Linked DNA regions of Mus musculus: region 1 is linked to region 2. Evidence: chromatin contacts called from public Hi-C data. All regions are on one chromosome and are shown on one strand. Each heading gives the region's core, a stretch centred on a gene start, on an enhancer-like site or on the middle of the called end of the contact. The rest is flanking DNA. Distances are from core to core; before and after follow the strand shown.

What was found. Hi-C and Micro-C count contacts between places; a contact is called where the count stands out from the background.
Region 1: a contact with region 2 is called in a Hi-C map of LSK cells, with 4 times the contacts expected there. The contact joins the promoter of Itprid2 here to the enhancer-like site in region 2. A contact is called at or near these places in 3 of 39 promoter capture datasets (the HPC-7 cell line, hippocampal neurons and pre-B cells), 7 of 484 Hi-C or Micro-C datasets (the Ba/F3 cell line, CD4 T cells, CD8 T cells and 3 more), 2 of 115 datasets of contacts at active chromatin or transcription factors (bone marrow-derived macrophages and memory CD8 T cells) and 1 of 9 other capture datasets (adipose tissue).

The regions. Positions count from the first base shown.
Region 1 is chr2:79,634,070-79,636,769 of GRCm38.p6, reverse strand. Itprid2 (ITPR interacting domain containing 2) reads right to left here and starts at 1,345. Exons shown (of 18, transcript NM_080558.4): 1 at 1,026-1,345; 2 at 692-737. The coding sequence starts at 1,230. It overlaps Gm46751 (a long non-coding RNA gene), which reads left to right and starts at 1,708. Exons shown (of 2, transcript XR_001783386.2): 1 at 1,708-1,788.
Region 2 is chr2:79,269,125-79,271,914 of GRCm38.p6, reverse strand. The region is part of intron 2 of Itga4 (integrin alpha 4); the gene reads right to left. Among named protein-coding and RNA genes, the nearest start is that of Itga4, 15 kb to the right of the region's middle. Within about 2 kb of position 1,519, at least 40 of the 459 cell types and tissues checked have an H3K27ac peak or open chromatin away from gene starts, as enhancers often do. A contact at or near this core is called in the Ba/F3 cell line, CD8 T cells, the HPC-7 cell line and 2 more, where this site is marked.

The DNA of each region.
Region 1 (2,700 bases), core at 96-2,595, 370 kb before region 2:
GTTTTTCAAAGAGCAAATAAACTGGGGGAAAAAATAGAAGTAAAACACATTTTACTTTAGTCAAATTTACTTGTAATAAAACCCATCTCCTCTGTATTTTATCAAACATTTTTGTGCAGGTTGCCAAAGTATGTAACTAAACAGACTCATAAAGTATGAATGCCTTCAAAGCTCCATTTCCTTCTGCGAATTCCAATGCCATCTGACAAAACCCTGTCCCAGGACTTAAACTCCAAGGAGCAAGTTGGCTAGTTTTAATAGGTCCCCAGAGAGACCTAAGGCACACAACACAAATTAAACCCCAGTTAGTGTAGCTAAGTAAATTAAACTCGTCTATAACACGTTTGAAAGGAAAATGATTCTATGCCAGATATGCAGATGCCAAAATAAAGAAAAATAAAAGGTTCTGTGAAACATCAAAATTATTTCAAGAGAAAGCACGACCAGCCAAAGTAGCATCACTGTGACCTGTTTTAGTTTCTGATCTGCTGCTGACATCATGCCCGGACTGCTGAAGTCGTCAACTCGGTCACCAAATAATCAGCGGCCACAGCACTTCCAGTTCTAATCGCTTCTAGAAGGAAGCTATCGGCCGGCTCACTTTCCGGTTCCTAGCTTACAGTGACCACGGGACCCAGAGACGAAGTCGAACCCCCTCGCTTCTCCCCCAGGCAACCCCCGCTTTACTTACCGGCAGTCTTTGAGCCATATCGCGATCTTCTCGTTGGGCACGTTTCCTGCGGGAGTAGAGCGAAGGGACAGCTCGTTAAAGACCCCAAACATAAGTACTCAGAGGCTGTGCCATCCTGACACTCCCTTGCAGGAGAATCTGCCCTGGCAACCCGTAGCCTCCGAGAGCCTTCCCGGCGCCCGACCCAGGGGAGCCAGCCGGCAGCCAGGTGCACATGCTGGAGCTGAAGCGCGGGTCACGCGCGCATTTAAAGTTCGGGGGCGTCCGGTCCCCGCGCCCGGTGGCACGGAGCACGCCACCTCCCTGATCGCACGTCCCTGTCCCGCGCACCGACCTCGCCCCGCGGGTGCCGGCAGCTTCGTGCCTGGGAGGTCCTCCTCGTCGTCCTCGTCCTCGTCCTGCGTCGTCGTCTCTGTGGACAGATCCTCGGTCTCCGACGCCTGCCAGGAGCTGCGGCACTTGGCCCAGGCCTTCCTCCTGCGACTCGCCACTTGCCACTCCAGTTCCTCCTCCGCCTCCGCCGACAGGGGTCGGTTCATGGCCGCGCCGGGGGCTCCGCGGGCCCAGCCCGAGCCTGCGCGGGACACAGCGGCGGCTGCGGGGACCCCCGCCGCTGCTGTCAGCGCCCAGCCGGGCAGGGGGCCCGGGGGAGCCAGAGCGGGCGCCGCAGGAGGAGGGGACAGGGAGGGGGGGAGGGAAGGAAGGGAGGGAGGGGCGGAGGGCCGGCGCTTCACGTGAACCCGGCCTGGCGGGGCGCAGGAGCGCGAGTGGCTCCGGCAAGCCGGGTAGGCGCCGAGCGCCCGCCCGGCCCGGTCCCGCCTACTCTAAGACCCCGCCCTGCCCCCTTTCTAGCCACGCCCCCGCTAATGCACAGTCCAGCCTCTCGCAGCTGTGCGCCACGCCCACGACGGAGGCCACGCCCTCTTCCGGTGGCGGTCTTGCCGGGAGGTGAGGACGAGAGTTGGGGCGGGGCACGTCCTGACGGGCTAGGAGCCGAACCGCCCCTTCGCGGTGGCCTCAGGAAAGAGCCAGATTTGTTTGTTTGTTTGCTTTACAGCTTTTCCTTCTCTCAACTCCTCTCTCGTCCAGAAATAGAGGTAAAGTGCCAAGGCCAAGTCTCATAAAACGCCCCCGCGTGCAAACAAGTGACTGGGCTGCTGAGACTTAATCAGTGTAGGATGCCTACAGGATTGGGCAAGGATGAAAGAGACGTGAGATTGTACTGTCAGCTTGTCAAAGCTTACCTTGGTGTTGCTCGCACATTTTGAGAAACCTGTGTGTCCTGGTTATGTGAGGTATGAAAATCCAGTGAGAAAAAAGTGGGTATGTCACATTGAAGCTGCAGACAAAAAAAAAAAAAAAAGGAAGTGAAGAAAGCGACCTGGGAGTATAAAGAAAGCTAACTGCTTGGATTTGGGACTTAGAAGATGTAACAAGAAGCAGGTCATGCCAAGCTTCTGAAACAATTCTTAAATCCCAGCTTCCTCCGTCCCCTTTATCATACTTGTATTTCCTATGAGGAAAAAAAGATTAAAATTCTATCCAGATTGAGACAAAGTGTTACATATCAAACAGTGAATGTCCTAAACCATCTACAGACAATATAGAAAGCTTCCAACATTTTATTGAACTCTGCAAGCAAAGTGAGAATAGTTTTTTGCTTTGGTCTATTTTTATGCTTTTTCTTGACTAAAAAGGACATTTTTACATAAATAATATTTTAAGGAAGAAATTTTCCACTTGAAATAGATATTTGCAGTTCATAAAAGTCCAAGTTAAGTGTGCATTCATAAATGAAGGAAATAGTTTTTGGAACACAGAATGTAGTGTCCTTGAGATGAGATGGAACCTAGTTTCTTGTGCAGGCCTTTGCACATAATCTATTCATCTTTAAAGTAGCACAGGGACCTTCCTGTCTTTGGTCCTTACTTCTTTCTAGCATGGTCCATATGTTTGATAGTTCCCAATATATCATTAATCATTGATAGAAACAACAACTCCTGATGGTT
Region 2 (2,790 bases), core at 270-2,769:
ATTCGATGAGGTAAGTGTACCGGAAGCTGGAATTCTTTATTTTGAACACTGGTCACAAGTTTTTATAGTGTTATAACAAAATGTCTCACACGCATCTTTGTATCATTAACTACCTGTTTTCCTCTCTTATCTGAATCCTAGGTAGAGTTTCCTAGGAACACTCACAACGCCTCCATACAGAAAGATAATATATTTAAAAGGAGATCATTTGTATTGACTTTCCTGAGTCATAAAGATTCTGTGTAAGAAGTGTAGGAAGATATTTATGAATATATGTGTGGATTTCAAACCATCATTCACAGAAATACCTAATGCTTTAACACAACCGAGCTTACGGGAGCTGCCCAAACTCTTTCCTGGAGTCCTAGTCAGGGGATCCAGCCATCCCTGTCCATTCCAAGGGTTGCTTCAGATCAGGTCAGAAGCATGGTTAGCATAGAACATTGATAATGCTTTGTTGGCTTGGTTTCCTGGAAACCAATGATGTCTTCTACTACTAATGGATAGTCTGGGAGATTGACTGAGAAATGAAGGCAAACAGACCCAGAGAAAGAACACTGCTAAGCAACAGGAAGAACAGTTCGCTGTGGTCCAAACCCTGATAGAGAGTAGTCTTGATGTACACAGAGCTTCCTATGTGAGAATGATGAGAGAAGGAAAGGCTGGAGAAAGAAGAGGAAAGGAAGGAAGTCCAGGAAAACAGAACCTGTTTTATAATGTTCCATTATACACTCCATTTTGTGAGCTCTCAGCTACCATCTTCCAGTTCCAATAAACTTCACTCTAATTGCTGAGAAGCATTCAACCAACAGTGTTAGCCTAACACAGGGAGCTACTAGGGCTACATGATTCCAAACCAATACAGGAGAAGTAAGAAGGGGAGGCCAAAGGATTTAATTTTCATTGGGATGCAGTTTTCAGTTGGAATTGTCTTTAAAACCACCAATATTTTAAAATTAATGTCAAAAACGCACCACCAAAGGCAGCCAGGCTATGTGCAGTTGAAGCTCTGTTACTATAACAATAAATGCCATATAATCGAAAATACAAAACTATTTTTAAAATTATAGTCAACACCAGCCAATCCACCTGCAGTTGTCATTGTTAAAGACAAGAGTGCGTGGTCCTCCGAACGCCACCTTCCCTGTTTGCATGGGGATGAAAAATGGGTGTTTTCTTCAAGATCAGGTTTGATATTTGCAAACAAATGTTCTCTTCTCTAGTTAGTCACCAGACGTTAAAAAACAACAAACACGATGCTTTGGAACCATGCAAATGATAGCGTGCAAATTTGCTAGCTGAAAATGGCCCAGAAGTTCATATGTGCAAGAATAGCATCCTGCATGCAATTATGTGTTTCTTAGCTGAGCTGTTCCCTACGTTTTTAAATGAACATTAGAGACACCTTTGCCAAGTTAAGCTGTTATCTGTTTTATCCAAGCTGCTTCCTGCACAGTAGAGTTAGCCCTGCAGAAGACAGTTACTGCTGTTACTGCCTAGCCTTCCTGTTCTCTGTGCCCCTTTCTTATCATTTCAGCACATATCTCTCCATTTCTGGTTTTTTTCTGAGTCCTTCAGAAGGACTTCTGAACGACCTGGCTTGTTTAGAATGACTTCTCTGAGAGCCTGTAAGGCTCTAGGCTTTATTTCCTGTGTTGCCCAAGTCCCTACTCTTAGTTCTCTGGTTAAAGCAATGATTCTTAGAAACAGAACAACGAGCCCTCCAGAAGCCACAAGAAGAGGTGTTTATTTTGACATGAAAAATGCTCAGACTTTCTCAGGATTCAAGTGGTGAGGCTAAGTTGCTCTTGAATGGGGCATGTGGAGGCTGGGGTTAAGTCAGACTAGACACAGTCTTTCACATGTGTTATTATGTGGTATCAACAACAGATACTGTCTAATTTATAGGCCTCTGATTTGTGGTAATTTAAATATATATATATATTTACATAGTGTGTGTATATATTAAACGATATAATGTATATCACTTATCTACTTTACAGAAAAGACTCAACCTTAGAAGTCAAGAGCTCTTAATGGTATAGGCTGTGATCGCTGGGAAGAAACGATGATGAATAGTAACCAGTAGGAAGGAGGACTTTGTTTTGACTGGGATTAGCTGCATACATTTGTTTGCAGCCGTTCTGCTCTGCTTCTATGGTTCAGCACAGACCTTATTCATCTTCATTGTGGCCAAACCCAAATCTTATTAGCCATCATCCCATCCCAACCCAAAACCCAGAAATATGTGCTAAAAATTGAACTTCATAAATGGAAAACAATAATCAGTCTTCTATTTGTGTTACATGTCTTGATTCAAAATGGGTCAAAAGTACGACTATGAAGCCATAAAGAAAATTCATAAAATAATAAAATTGTGAGGAATTATTTTAACAGGCATACACTTATGTATACACACATCCTCCCTTCATACACACTCACACCCACACATCTACACATTGTGATTATTTCTTCTTTTTGCTTCTTGACATTGCTTCCCACTGAGACAATCCTCAACTTCAACCACAATACAGAGAGGCTTTCAGTATGTGTTACTAGGCAAAATTAGTTCCAGGAATAGTCTGCAAGTCACCACTCCAGTTCTGGAACTTCCTTGATTTCTGGAACACTTTCTCTTCTCTTTGGGAATGCCAGAAAAATCTCAGCAGAAGAGTCAAGATGGCCCCATCTTATGCTTTTCTTAGACCGTTGAGAGTTCCTTCCCTCAGCCTCTGTGCTTGTAAATCTACTGTTCCGTGTGAAGGAGTTGAATGGTCTTGAGATCACCCA